Linked DNA regions of Callithrix jacchus: region 1 is linked to region 2. Evidence: chromatin contacts called from public Hi-C data. All regions are on one chromosome and are shown on one strand. Each heading gives the region's core, a stretch centred on a gene start, on an enhancer-like site or on the middle of the called end of the contact. The rest is flanking DNA. Distances are from core to core; before and after follow the strand shown.

What was found. A called contact is a pair of places that touch in the nucleus more often than the background predicts.
Region 1: a Hi-C map of induced pluripotent stem cells shows a contact between it and region 2, with 4 times the contacts expected there. The contact joins the promoter of GDF11 here to the promoter of RPS26 in region 2. A contact is called at or near these places in 2 of 3 Hi-C or Micro-C datasets (induced pluripotent stem cells and skeletal muscle).

The regions. Positions count from the first base shown.
Region 1 is chr9:63,910,952-63,916,955 of calJac240_pri, forward strand. GDF11 (growth differentiation factor 11) reads right to left here and starts at 3,323. Exons shown (of 3, transcript XM_002807114.7): 1 at 2,685-3,323. The coding sequence starts at 3,132. It overlaps LOC128928560 (a long non-coding RNA gene), which reads right to left and starts at 2,048. Exons shown (of 2, transcript XR_008473825.2): 1 at 1,924-2,048; 2 at 103-241.
Region 2 is chr9:63,635,611-63,641,304 of calJac240_pri, forward strand. RPS26 (ribosomal protein S26) reads right to left here and starts at 1,357. Exons shown (of 4, transcript XM_002745614.7): 1 at 1,326-1,357; 2 at 899-1,076; 3 at 144-274. The coding sequence starts at 1,328.

The DNA of each region.
Region 1 (6,004 bases), core at 2,073-4,572, 280 kb after region 2:
GGTGCCGTGTAGAAAGCTAAAGGTGGGAGGAAGCTAAACCTAGTGGGGTAAAGGAGAGAAAGGATAGAAAGGGTACGGACGGAGGAACAAAGGAGAAGCAGGTAGAGCCACAGAGGGAAACCGGGCTTTAGTGAGTCCCCAACACACATATGCCGAGCTCTGATGGGGAGGAAAAGGGGCCACATCTGTGTTGAATTGATCTGGCTGGTGGCAGGCAGCAGGTCAGGTTTAGTAGGCGGCGCTGGTGGGAGAGAGAGGTCATTGCACTATTTTCAGCAAATGCCCAACCCCCTCCCTGCACACCACCTCCTCCCCTTCCCCCCACCCTAACCCCCCAACACACACACTCCCAACCCTGGCTGGAAGGCCTAAGGGCAGGAGGTTGGGCTGAGAGGGCAGGGGCCTCTTGGTGTGGGGATGAGAGAGAAACTCAGGGGCTGGGCTTGGTTCCCAGAAGGGCAGGGGGCTGGGTTCCCAGGATGAAGCCTCGGTGGGAGAGCCTGAGAGGGTAGAGGGAACTAGGGCAGGCAGAGCAGCCTAGGAGAGGTGGGGGCTGGGGTCCAGGGTTGAGGGCTGGGGGAGGGGACGGAGGGGGAAGGGAATGGAGGCCATCTCTGCTGACAAACACCTCCCCCGATTAGCAGAGCACAAGTCTCTTATTAAAGCGGGTCCCTGGGGATTAGACTATAAAAGTCTCTTTTTCCTTTTCCCCTCTCTCCCTCCCCTCCCCTCCACTCCCCCTCCCTCTCTTAAGAGTGCAGCTAGGCTCTTAAAGGGGACGCACAATACCTGGCCGGAGACACAGTTCCCTAATTGTACCAGTCCTGGGTGGCGGCAGTGGAAGTTAGGATGGGATTCCACCAGCTGGTGTCCCCTCCCCACCTACCCAGGCCTCACCTGCACAGCCCAACTCCTGTAGGCAGGGTCCCTTCACTTCCCTGTATTGCTATTACCAGAGCTAACTCTGGTGGGCTCAGGCCTGTTGGTTAAGGGATGCTAAGGATATTTAGGGGCAAAGGGAAATCCACAGCCCCATCACCCATCCTGGAAATCTTCACACACACTACACCATATAGACTAGAGTATCTTTTCCCTATGTAACCTTCTTCTTCCAGTAAACTCTTGATCTGAATTCCTCTATAACTCTGTTTCCTAGAAACACCACTCCCTCCCTCTGCCCTCAGTCGATCTGAGACTGACCCTAGCTTCCATAAGCAGAAGCCTTAAGAATAGAAGGGAAACTGAGGAATCCAAGACCAGATGCCCCATGCCTCCCACCCCCACACCCAGTTAGTTTCCTGGTTCTTTGAATTTAACAGCCTTGACCAAGTCCTGTGGAATTGAGGTCTGCAGAAATACCAGTGGCAATGTGAGGCACTCAGCCTCCCAGATGCACACCTGGGTTCCTGTGCCTCTTCCATGGGGGTTGGCCACTGGGACGCCCCTCAGCCCCCAGCTTTTTATGACCCATCTGCCAATAAACCAGTCTCCCCCGTCTTCTGTTCACAGTCATAAAACCAAACTGTGTGTGTGTTGCAGGGGGCTGTGGGGGGTGTGTGTGTGGGGAGGGACCTTGCCAAACCGCTAGGGAATAAGAGAGGCCTGGTTCCCTGGAGTTGGGCGGAGGGGGAGACCTCAGTGGGGTGGGGGAGAAGAAGGAGTCACCTGACCCTAGGGAGAGCTGGAAAGGTGGCGGGGTGTAGTATTCCCTTGGATTTTCCAGGCCATAAAATTTCAAAGCAGCTCATGTCTATTATATGTTCATCTTCCTTTTGGTCAGGGACTCCGATGCCTGGGTTCCCGCTCCCCCATCTATTTCTTTATCTTTTTTTCCTAGGTCTTCCTATCTCTCAAGTCCAGCTGTGGTAGTACTAGATAGGACTTGAGAGATAGGAAGACCTAGGACTACCTATCTAGTCTTACCTATAGATAGGTAGTCCTAGGTCTTCCTATCGCTCAAGTCCAGAACGAGTGGGCGAATAAGGGATGGAACACTAAGGTTTGAGTAGCCAATGAGTGTCCTTAGCCCCCAGCGCAATGGAGTTGAGTTCTCTGAGCTCGGTCGGTATCAATAAGGCACAGTTTTTCCGGCTCCTTGCGATACCCGGTATGAGACAAGGCTCAGGATGAAAAGCGTGCCAGCTGGGCTGCCAGGAGGTGTAAAGGTTATGGGACCCTATTCCTGGGAAAGGAAGAGAGCAGAGCACACAGTTCTCTGCACCCGATGGACACGATGCCGACAGAGCACGGAGTGAGGAGTCAGCGCCAGGGCCATTGGGAGGCAGAGAGCATAGCTGGGGTTGCCGGGTTCCCGAAGCCTCCGGATTCTGTTCTCCAGCCTCCCCATCACGGCTCTTCAGGACAGACTAGCTGCCCAGCCCCAGCGTCCCCGGACTCCAACAAGGGTCTTTTTCGCATACTGGGGTGGAAGGCAGTATCTCGAAACCCGCCCCATTTACCCCCCCGCTCCAACCTTCGGGAACTGGGCGTGCATACAACTTTGCAGCCCATCTCCACTGCTCGAAAAACTTCTATGGAGTAGCCCCTGCTCCCTAATTCGTCAAGTTTTAGCAGAAAAAGCTTCCGGGCAGGGGCAGCAGGGAGTGCCCCGCTTAGAAGCAGAAGGCGCCCTTCGTGGGGGCCAGAGCCAGCACCCCACTGCTCGCGCCCCGCAGCCCACTTACTTTCCTGGGCCATGCTAATGATGGTCTCGGTAGTGGCGTGGTACTCGTCCTCCTCCAGGAAGTCCTCGGGCTGCAGCGCGTCGCCCTGGAAGTCGTGTAGGTCCAGGATCTGCTGCAGCGGCGGCGCCTTGGGCAGCAGCTGCTTCACCACCTCGCGGCTGATGTTGGGCGCCTCCTTGAGCCGCAGTTTGCTCAAGATCTGCGACTTGATGCTCTCCAGGCGCAGCTCGCGGCTGTGCTGCCGCCACACGCACACGGGGCAGCCGTCCGGCTCGGGCGCTACGGACGCGGCTGGCCGGCTGGAGCGCTCCCCCACGACCCCTGCCGCCGCCGCCGCCGCCGCCGCCGCCGCCGCCGCCGCCGCGGGGCCCTCGGCCGCCTCCCCCCGGGGCCGCAGCTCCAGGGCGAGGAGCAGGAAGCCCAGCAGCAGCGGGGCCGCGAGCACCATGCTGGAGGGGAGGGGAGGACTGGGGGGCGGGGACGCCGGAGTCCCGCGGGGAGGGGGCGGGGGGAGGAGGGAGGGAAGAGGAGGGGGTCCGGGCGGCGCGGGATTGGGGGCTGCCCGGCCGAGGGGGGACCCGGGGGGCCGGGGGCGGCGGGCGCGCGGGCGGGGCGGGCGGGCGGCCGGGGCGGGCGGCTGGGGGGGCCCGAGTCCGGGCCAGGCCCTTTATAGCCCCGGCCCCCGTGTCGTCAGCGGCCGCGATTGGCTGCGGAGCCAACAAAAGAGGCAGCGCTGTCATTCGAGGCGAGAGAGGGAGCCGGAGAGAGCGGAGGAATAGAGAGAGAGAGAGAGAGAGAGAGCGAGCGAGCGCGCGCCAAAGAGAGATGAAGAGACAGAGATATGAGGGGTGGGGTGGGGGGCGGATATAGAGGGAAAGTCAGAGCCAGAGAGACCAAGGAGAATCAGAGAGATAAAGGGGAAAGAGACAGACAGATAGGAAGAGGAGGAGAGAGAGGGAGAGACAAAGGAGGAAAAGAAGAGTTATGGAAAAGACGCAGAGAGACCTAGCTAGGGAGGGAAACAGTGTGTCTGTGGGAGACACAGAACCAAGGAGGAGAAAGACTGGGACAGCTAGTGGGAGAGTTAGAGTGGAGATAAAAATGGTTAGCAGAGGAGTACCACTAGACAGGGGGAGACAGGGGTCTACGGAGCCAGATCACAAAGATTAAGGGTCAGGAGATGGGAACAAGAGCAGAGGAACTGACAGGACAGAACAGTGCCCTGGGAAAGACGGGGAAGGGGGCAGTGGAGAGAAATCAGGACAGGAGAGGAGAGGGGGCATAGACAGGGAGATACCAAGGGAGGCCCTGAGGAGGCAGGTGCAGGGGACTGGTAGGGGGTTAGGGGGAGGAAAGGCAGAAACTCCTCAGAGAAGGAGGCACCAGAGTCAGCCTTGGTGGGAGCACAGAGAGCCCAGGGGACAGAGGTGGAGAACTTGAGCCTAGAGGAGCTCTAGCTACCAGAGGTAGCTCAAAGATGCTCAAAGAAGCCATGGAAGGAAGCATCAGGCTAGGCTCATCAGGGGGATTAAGGGGACTAAGAGAGGAAGAGGCCAGGGACGACCTAAGAAGGTGGAGAGGTGGTGTGAAGAACTGAAACGGGAAGACATAGAGCTGGGAAGACTGTGAGCTTGAAATTGGAGCTTAACAGGACTAAGGGAATCAGCCGGGTGGAAAAGGCAGGAGCTGGAGGCCACTGGGGAAGGGGTGGGAGGAGCCGGCTAGAGGCTGCTATACTTGAAGAATTATCTGGATCTCTGGATTTCTAGCTATGTTTTTGGATCTGCAGGGTCTTAGAAGTCTGAGAAGGGGCTGGAGGTTGCAAGGGTGAGGATGGGAGAGGAGTCTGCACTCAGAAGCACGAGATGAAATGCAGATGTGGGACCAACACTAGTCTTCAGGTGTGAATCTGGGCACAGCCAGAGGGCAGAGTAGAAGAGTACTAAAATTTAAAAAACTGTCTTGCCGGGCGCGGTGGCTCAAGTCTGTAATCCCAGCACTTTGGGAGGCCGAGGCAGGTGGATCACGAGGTCAAGAGATTGAGACCATCCTGGTCAACAAGGTGAAACCTGTCTCTACTAAAAATATAAAAAATTAGCTGGGAATGGTGGTGCGCGCCTGTAGTCCCAGCTACTCGGGAGGCTGAGGCAGAATTGCTGGAACCCAGGATGCAGAGGTTGCGGTGAGCCGAGATAGCGCCATTGCACTCCAGTCTGGGTAACAACAGCAAAACTCCATCTCAAAAAAAAAATGTCTTGAAGGTGCCTAACTTCTGACTTCAGGTTTTCCAGGCTTATTTCTGGATCTGAAAGCCCTGGAGCAATAGGCAAATTGAAAATGTTTGGGCCCAGTGAGGTGGCTCGGGCCTGTAATCCCAGCCTGTGGCAGGCCAAGAAAGGCAGATCACCTGAGGTCAGGAGTTCAAAACCAGCCTGGCCAACATGGTGAAATCCCGTCTCTACTGAAAATACAAAACTGAGCCTAGTGCGGTGGCTCGGCTATCCCAACTGGTGTAGTTCCAGCTTCTCAGGAGGCTGAGGCAGGAAAATTACTTGAACCTGGGAGGCAGAGGTTGCAGTGAGCCAAGATCGTGCCACTGCACTCTAGCCTGGACTGCAGAGCAAGACTCCACCTAAAACAAAAACAAACAAAAAAACAGAGAAAGAAAGAACACTAGATAAACAAACAGAATCAGCCAGAACTCTAGGCCAGATGCCTCCTATCTTAATCTGGATGTTTCAAGGCACTTCAGACATCACAGGTTAAACAGAGAACTCCTTCTTTCTCCCTAAAATGTGTCCCATCCTGCAGCTTTTCATTTTAGTGAATGGCAGTCATCCAGGCTAGAAGCCTGAATGTCATGTTCCACCCTCGTCCCCTTGATCATTTCTGAATCTTTGAACAGGTTGTTTCTTCTTCCTAGAACAACTCCCCTACTACTTCCACTCCTTCCCACCCACCAGTCTCTTGGCCAGATTTACTCTTTCTTCAGGCCTCAGTATGGATGCCATCCAAGAATCCTTTCCTGACTCCAGGTCTAGAGCAGCTGCTTCTCCCAGATACATCTGCACCATTCTATGAGATATGGAGATGAATCGCTTAGCTTCTAGACTAGTAGTAGGCTGGCTGGGCTCAAGTCGCAGCTCTCTCCCTTTTCTGGTTGTGTGAACTTGGACAAGTTATTAAACCTCTTTATACCTCAGATCCCTCACCTGTAAGATGGGGATATATATATATATATCGAGAGAGAGAGAGAGAGAGAGAGAGAGACAGACAGACAGACAGACAGGGTCTTGCTCTGTCACCCAGGCTGGCATGCA
Region 2 (5,694 bases), core at 107-2,606:
ATTCTGATTCTAACACTGCTTTGCAGTGTCTCTAATAAGCATGTTTAGGCGTGGGTCTCATCTGCCTACACCTTAACCTGAGGCAAAGATCTTAATTTAAACCATCACTGCCCTGGCTTCCAGTCTCCTTTTAAAATACTCACCGCAGGTCTAAATCGGGGTGGAGGTGTTCGGTCCTTGCGGGCTTCACGAGATCGATTCCTGACTACTTTGCTGTGAATTGCACAACTCACACAGTAATGTAGCTTCACATAGAGCTTGGGAAGTACATAGGCTAAGGAATAGAAAATAGTTATACTGGTATCATATACCTACATTGCTTTTTTGTTACGCGAACCAACAGCATCTGCCATATTTACATCAAGTAAAGCCAAACTTATTTAAATGCCTGTCAGGCACACAAAAGTACCCCCAAAGCAGCTGACGTACAACCCTAAGTTTTACAAATGAGTAACATCCCACGTGAGTTCATCTTAACACTACAAGGACCAGACTGACACTTTGAATGCAACAAACCGAGAATCCAGTTCCTTCAACAGCTACACCAGCCCTAATGCCTACCCTGAACTTTGCTCTCTACAAATAATCAATAATACAAGAATTGTCAAATTTACCAAATTCCTAGTGTTTTTTGGAACCTCAGACCCGAAACAGGCGAACTTTTACCTCACAGTAAAGGCTGTGTGCTGTATCACAAAAAGTCACCCCCTGCCCAGAGAAGAATCAAAACAACAAACAAGAAAATATACTACACTGTTCTCTTCTACCAGCAACCACCTTAAATACGTGGAAATTGCCTGAGAGGCTCCAACGAACGGAGCCTGTAAATAAGTCGAGGTTCGGGAAAGGCTTTTAGATACTGAGAGCCTCACGCAGTTCTCGCCAGTGGCTCACTTACCATCAAAGACGCTCGCTTCAGAAATATCCCTGACTGCTGCGGCCTCCACTATGTTTCGAATGACGAATTTCTTAATGGCCTTATCCTTGGGCACGCATCGGGCACAATTCGTGCAGCGAATAGGCTGAACATGGCCGCGGCCCTTTTTGGCACGACCGTTGTTCCTTCTTTTCTTTGTCTACATCAGGATGGAAAACCTGTTAGGAAGGCCGCGCAACTTACCCAGCCTCATGCTCTTTCTGGCTACAAGCCGCACTGGGAGCCTCCAGGAAGGCGCTGCTCGGATCTCCTGTTCCTCCGCAAATCCCACCAAGCCCCGGGGCAAACGTACACTCTACCCACTCCTCAGCCGTGCTCGAGGATCTCCAATCTCTACAATCCCAGAGTCCGCACCCGACCCCCACGCTTACCACGCAGTAGGACTCACCATCTTGGAAGCTCTCAGCGGAGAAAGAATGCGACAAGCGGCAGGGCCCTCTTATATATTGAGAGATCCCTACGCGCACACCGTAGGTGACAGGCGTCAAGAATGGCAACTCACTTTACTCAAATATTCCTTTACGTTTAGCATTTCTACTGAAATACAGGGTTGGAAGGCGTTCCTAGCGTTTACTTATCCGTGGAACAACGTGCACATGGGACTATTTAGCCGGCTGGCGGAAGAAAATCGGTGTTATGCGTCTCCCAACAAGCCTCGCGCCGCGTCGACCCGGACACAATTCTGAGCGGTGCAGTTTTTCCGGTTTACGCGACGGTAGGCGCGGAAGTTGCCCGGCGCTGGACTACAAGACGCACTCCCTATTAGAGGCCAGAGAAGGAGAGATGCCTGGTGGGAGTTGTAGTGCGAAGCCAAGAGGCCCCCCTGGCCCCAAGTCCTTAGACCGAAGGCGACGCTGCGCCACCGGGGGACGCCCTCGGCTCATTTCTCTGACAGTCTTGCTACTAGGTAGGTGTAGGATTACGAAGAGGAAAACATGAGAGAAACATTTTGTGAATCCCTCCTTCCAATAAGGAGAAAACCCCACAACGAAGTGCATTGAGGCTGGGGCTATTTCTCATTCGTCTTTTTATCTCTGGACCCGTGGGCACAATGCCTGGCACTGTGGTAAGAGCCTTTATAAATATTAACCCATTTAACTTTCAGCAAGCCTATAGGTAAGTGCTATGTCCCTCCCACCCCACCACCTGCCGGCGGAGGCTTCCTCTGTCACCCAGGCTGGAGTGCAGTGGCACGATCTCGGCTCGGCTCGCTGCAACCTCTGCCTCCCAGGTTCAAGCAATTATCCGGCTTCAGCCTCCCGAATAGCTGGGATTTTAGGCGCCTGCCACCACACCCAACTAAATTTGAAGTAGAGATGGGGTTTCACCATGTTGGCCGCAGTGGTCTCGAACTCCTGACCTCGTGATCTACCCGCCTCGGCCTTCCAAATTGCTGGGGTTGCAGGCGTGAGCCACTGCGCCCGGCCGGTAGGTACTGTTATTATCCTCACTTTAAAGATTGAAGAATGGCCGGGCGCGGTGTCTCACGCCTATAATCCCAGCACTTTGGTAGGCCGAGGCGGGTGGATCACGAGGTCAGGAGATCGAGACCATCTTGGTCAACAAGGTGAAACCCCATCTCTACCAAAAATACAAAAATTAAATACAAAAATTAGCTGGGCATGGTGGCGCGTGCCTGTAGTCCCAGCTATTTGGGAGGCTGAGGTAGGAGATTTGCTTGAACCCAGGAGGCGGAGGTTGCAGTGAGCCGAGATCGTGCCATTGCACTCCAGTCTGGGTAACAACAGTGAAACTCCGTCTCGAAAGAAAGAAAAAAAAAAAAAAGATCGAAGAATTTAGCCAGGCATAGTGTTGGGCTTCTGTAATCTCAGCTCCTCAGGAGGCTGAGACAGGAGAATCACTTGAACCCGGGAGGCAGAGGTTGCGGTGAGCCAAGATCATTGAGCCCCTGCACTTCAGCCTGAGAAACAAGAGCAAAACTCCGTAAAAAAAACGAAAACAACCAACCAACCCAGAAACAAAAACAAAATTAAAAAAATAAAGATTGAAGAACTGAGATGCAGTATGTATTCTGGCTCCACTGTACTATGCTGTATGTCACCTAACAAATGGATGGAGGAATAACCTGGACTAATGACTTAAACGTTTTTCACCCAGATCCATCGCACGAATACATTTTACATTGGTACCCACTACACACACAAGCACAATTACCTGCACATACAAAACTGAAACACAAGCTTCATGAAAAAATGTCATAAGGTACACTGGTATGTTCTTTTCTCTATTTTATTTGTTTTTTTCTGTTCCGTATTTTAACAAATGCTGATCATAAACCACGAAAGTTATTTCATCACCCATTAGTGATTCTGACCCCTAATTGAAAGATTCATATGTATAAGTTTCATTTACCTCTGAAAAGCCATCCGAAAAATTTAAGCCTTAGGCCAGGTGCTGTGGCTCAGGCCTGTAATCCATCACTTTGGGAGGCCGAGGAGGGGCAGATCAGCTGAGGTCAAGAGTTTGAGACCAGCCTGGTCAACATGGTGAAAACCCCTCTCTACTAAAAATACAAAAATTAGTCGGGACTGGTAGTGCACGCCAGCTACTTGGGAGACTGAAGTAGGAGTATTGCTTGCACCCAGTAGGCAGAGGTTGCAGTGAGCCAAGATTGGGCTATGGCAGAGTGAGACTCTGTCTCAAAAAAAAAAAAAAAAAAAAAAAAAAAAAAAAAAAGCTTAACCCTTGGGCAAAAGAAAGCTTAAGTCTTTTTTTTTTTTTTTTTTTTTTGAGACGGAGTTTCGCTCTTCTTACCCAGGCTGGAGTGCAATGACACAATCTTGGCTCACCGCAACCTCCGCCTCCTGAGTTCAGGCAATTTTTCTGCCTCAGCCTCCTGAGTAGCTGGGATTACAGGAACACGCCACCATGCCCAGATAATTTCTTGTATTTTTAGTAGAGACGGGGTTTCACCATGTTGACCAGGATGCTCTCGATCTGTTGACCTCATGATCCACCCGCCTCGGCCTCCCAAAGTGCTGGGATTACAGGCTTGAGCCACCGCGCCCGGTGAAAGCTTAAGTCTTGAGCAGGAATGGCTGTCAACCACCCGTTGTCTTCAAAGTTGAAGACACTAGGGTAGCAAGAGGGCCTCTTAGCATTCACACCCAAGATGGTACAGATGGAAACCATTGTTCATTCATGACTCACTCTAGAGTCTGAGCACACAAGATTCACCTTTCCTCCAGCAACCCATCATGGTTTCTTTTAACCTTTAACCCACTTTTTGGAGCTAAAATCTGTTTTCTTACTTTTTTTCTTCTTTTTTTTGAGACAGAGTCTCTCTCTCTTGCCTAGGCTGGAGTGTAGTGGTGCAATCTTGGCTCACTGCAACCTTCACCTCCTGGGTTCAAGCAATTCTTGTGCCTCAGCCTCCTGAGTGGCTGGGATTACAGGCATGAGCCACCATGCCTGGCTAATTGTTGTATTTTTTTTTTTTTTTGAGACAGTCTCGCTCTGTTGCCAGGTGCCAGGCTGGAGTGCAGTGGTCCGATCTTGGCTCACTGCAACCTCCGCCTCCTGGGTTCAAGCAATTCTCCTGCCTCAGCCTCCCAAATAGCTGGGACCACAGGGGTCATGCCACCACACCCAACTAATTTTTGTATTTTTTCAGTAGAGACTGGGTTTCACCATGTTGGCCAGGATGGTCTCAATCTCTTGACCTCGTGATCTGCCTGCCTTGGCATCCCAAAGTGCTGGGATTACAGGCGTGAGCCACTGTGCCCGACCTAATTTTTGTATTTTTAGTAGAGATGGGGTTTCACCATGTTGCCCAGGCTGGTCTCTAACTCCTGAGCTCAGGGTATCTGCCCACATCAGCCTCCCAGAATGCTAGCATTACAGGTGTGAACCACTGCACCTGGCCTTTTTTTTTTTCTTTTTCTTTTTTAAGATGGGTCTGGAGGCTATAGTGGCACAATCAAAATTCAGTACAGGGTTAACCTCCTGGCCTCAAGTGATCCTCCTGTCTCAGCCTTCTGAGTAGCTGGGACTACAGGTATGTACCACCATGCCTAGCTAATTTTAAAATTTCTTGTAGAGATGGTGTTGCCCTGTGTTGCTGAGGCTGTTCTTGAACTCCTAGGCTCAAGTGATCCTCCCAAGTCAGCCTCCCAAGTAGCTGGGATGACAAGTGTGCTCCACCAGTCCAGCTTCTCTGTCAGTTTTAACTTTGAATTTGTCAGTTTCAATGGGATATGTAAAATGATATACTCTAGATAGGAGTGTCTAATTTTCACTTCACTGTAGTCTCTTGGAAAACAGAAGGCAGACATTAGTGTATGGAATAGCAATGAGGTAGATGGAAGAGAACAGAAAAAAGTTCAGAGTGAAGGAAACAAAGTAGTTAATATTCAAGACAGAAACAAATTGATGTTGCTACTTCTGATTTTTCTAGCTTAAACATTTCACTGGCTGCATTCCCTGGCATAAAGAGATAAGCACATGTTTTGGAGTTACACAACCCTGGGTTCAAATTCTGGTTCTGTCACTTACTGGCTGACGAGCCTTGGACAAGGTATTTATTTTCTCTTGGGCTTTTATTTTTTCACCAGTAAAAAATATTTTTTGCATAGTGGGTACTCAACAAATGTTTGATTAATTTCTATTTTGGGCAGACAGGCAAGTCAGACTTCCTTTCCTATCCTGAAGGCACTCTTTCCTGGTAGGAAAATCTCCTACATTTCCCATTCTAGGCTGAAAATTCTTCTGTTTTGGTTAACCTTCTAAACTGTTCA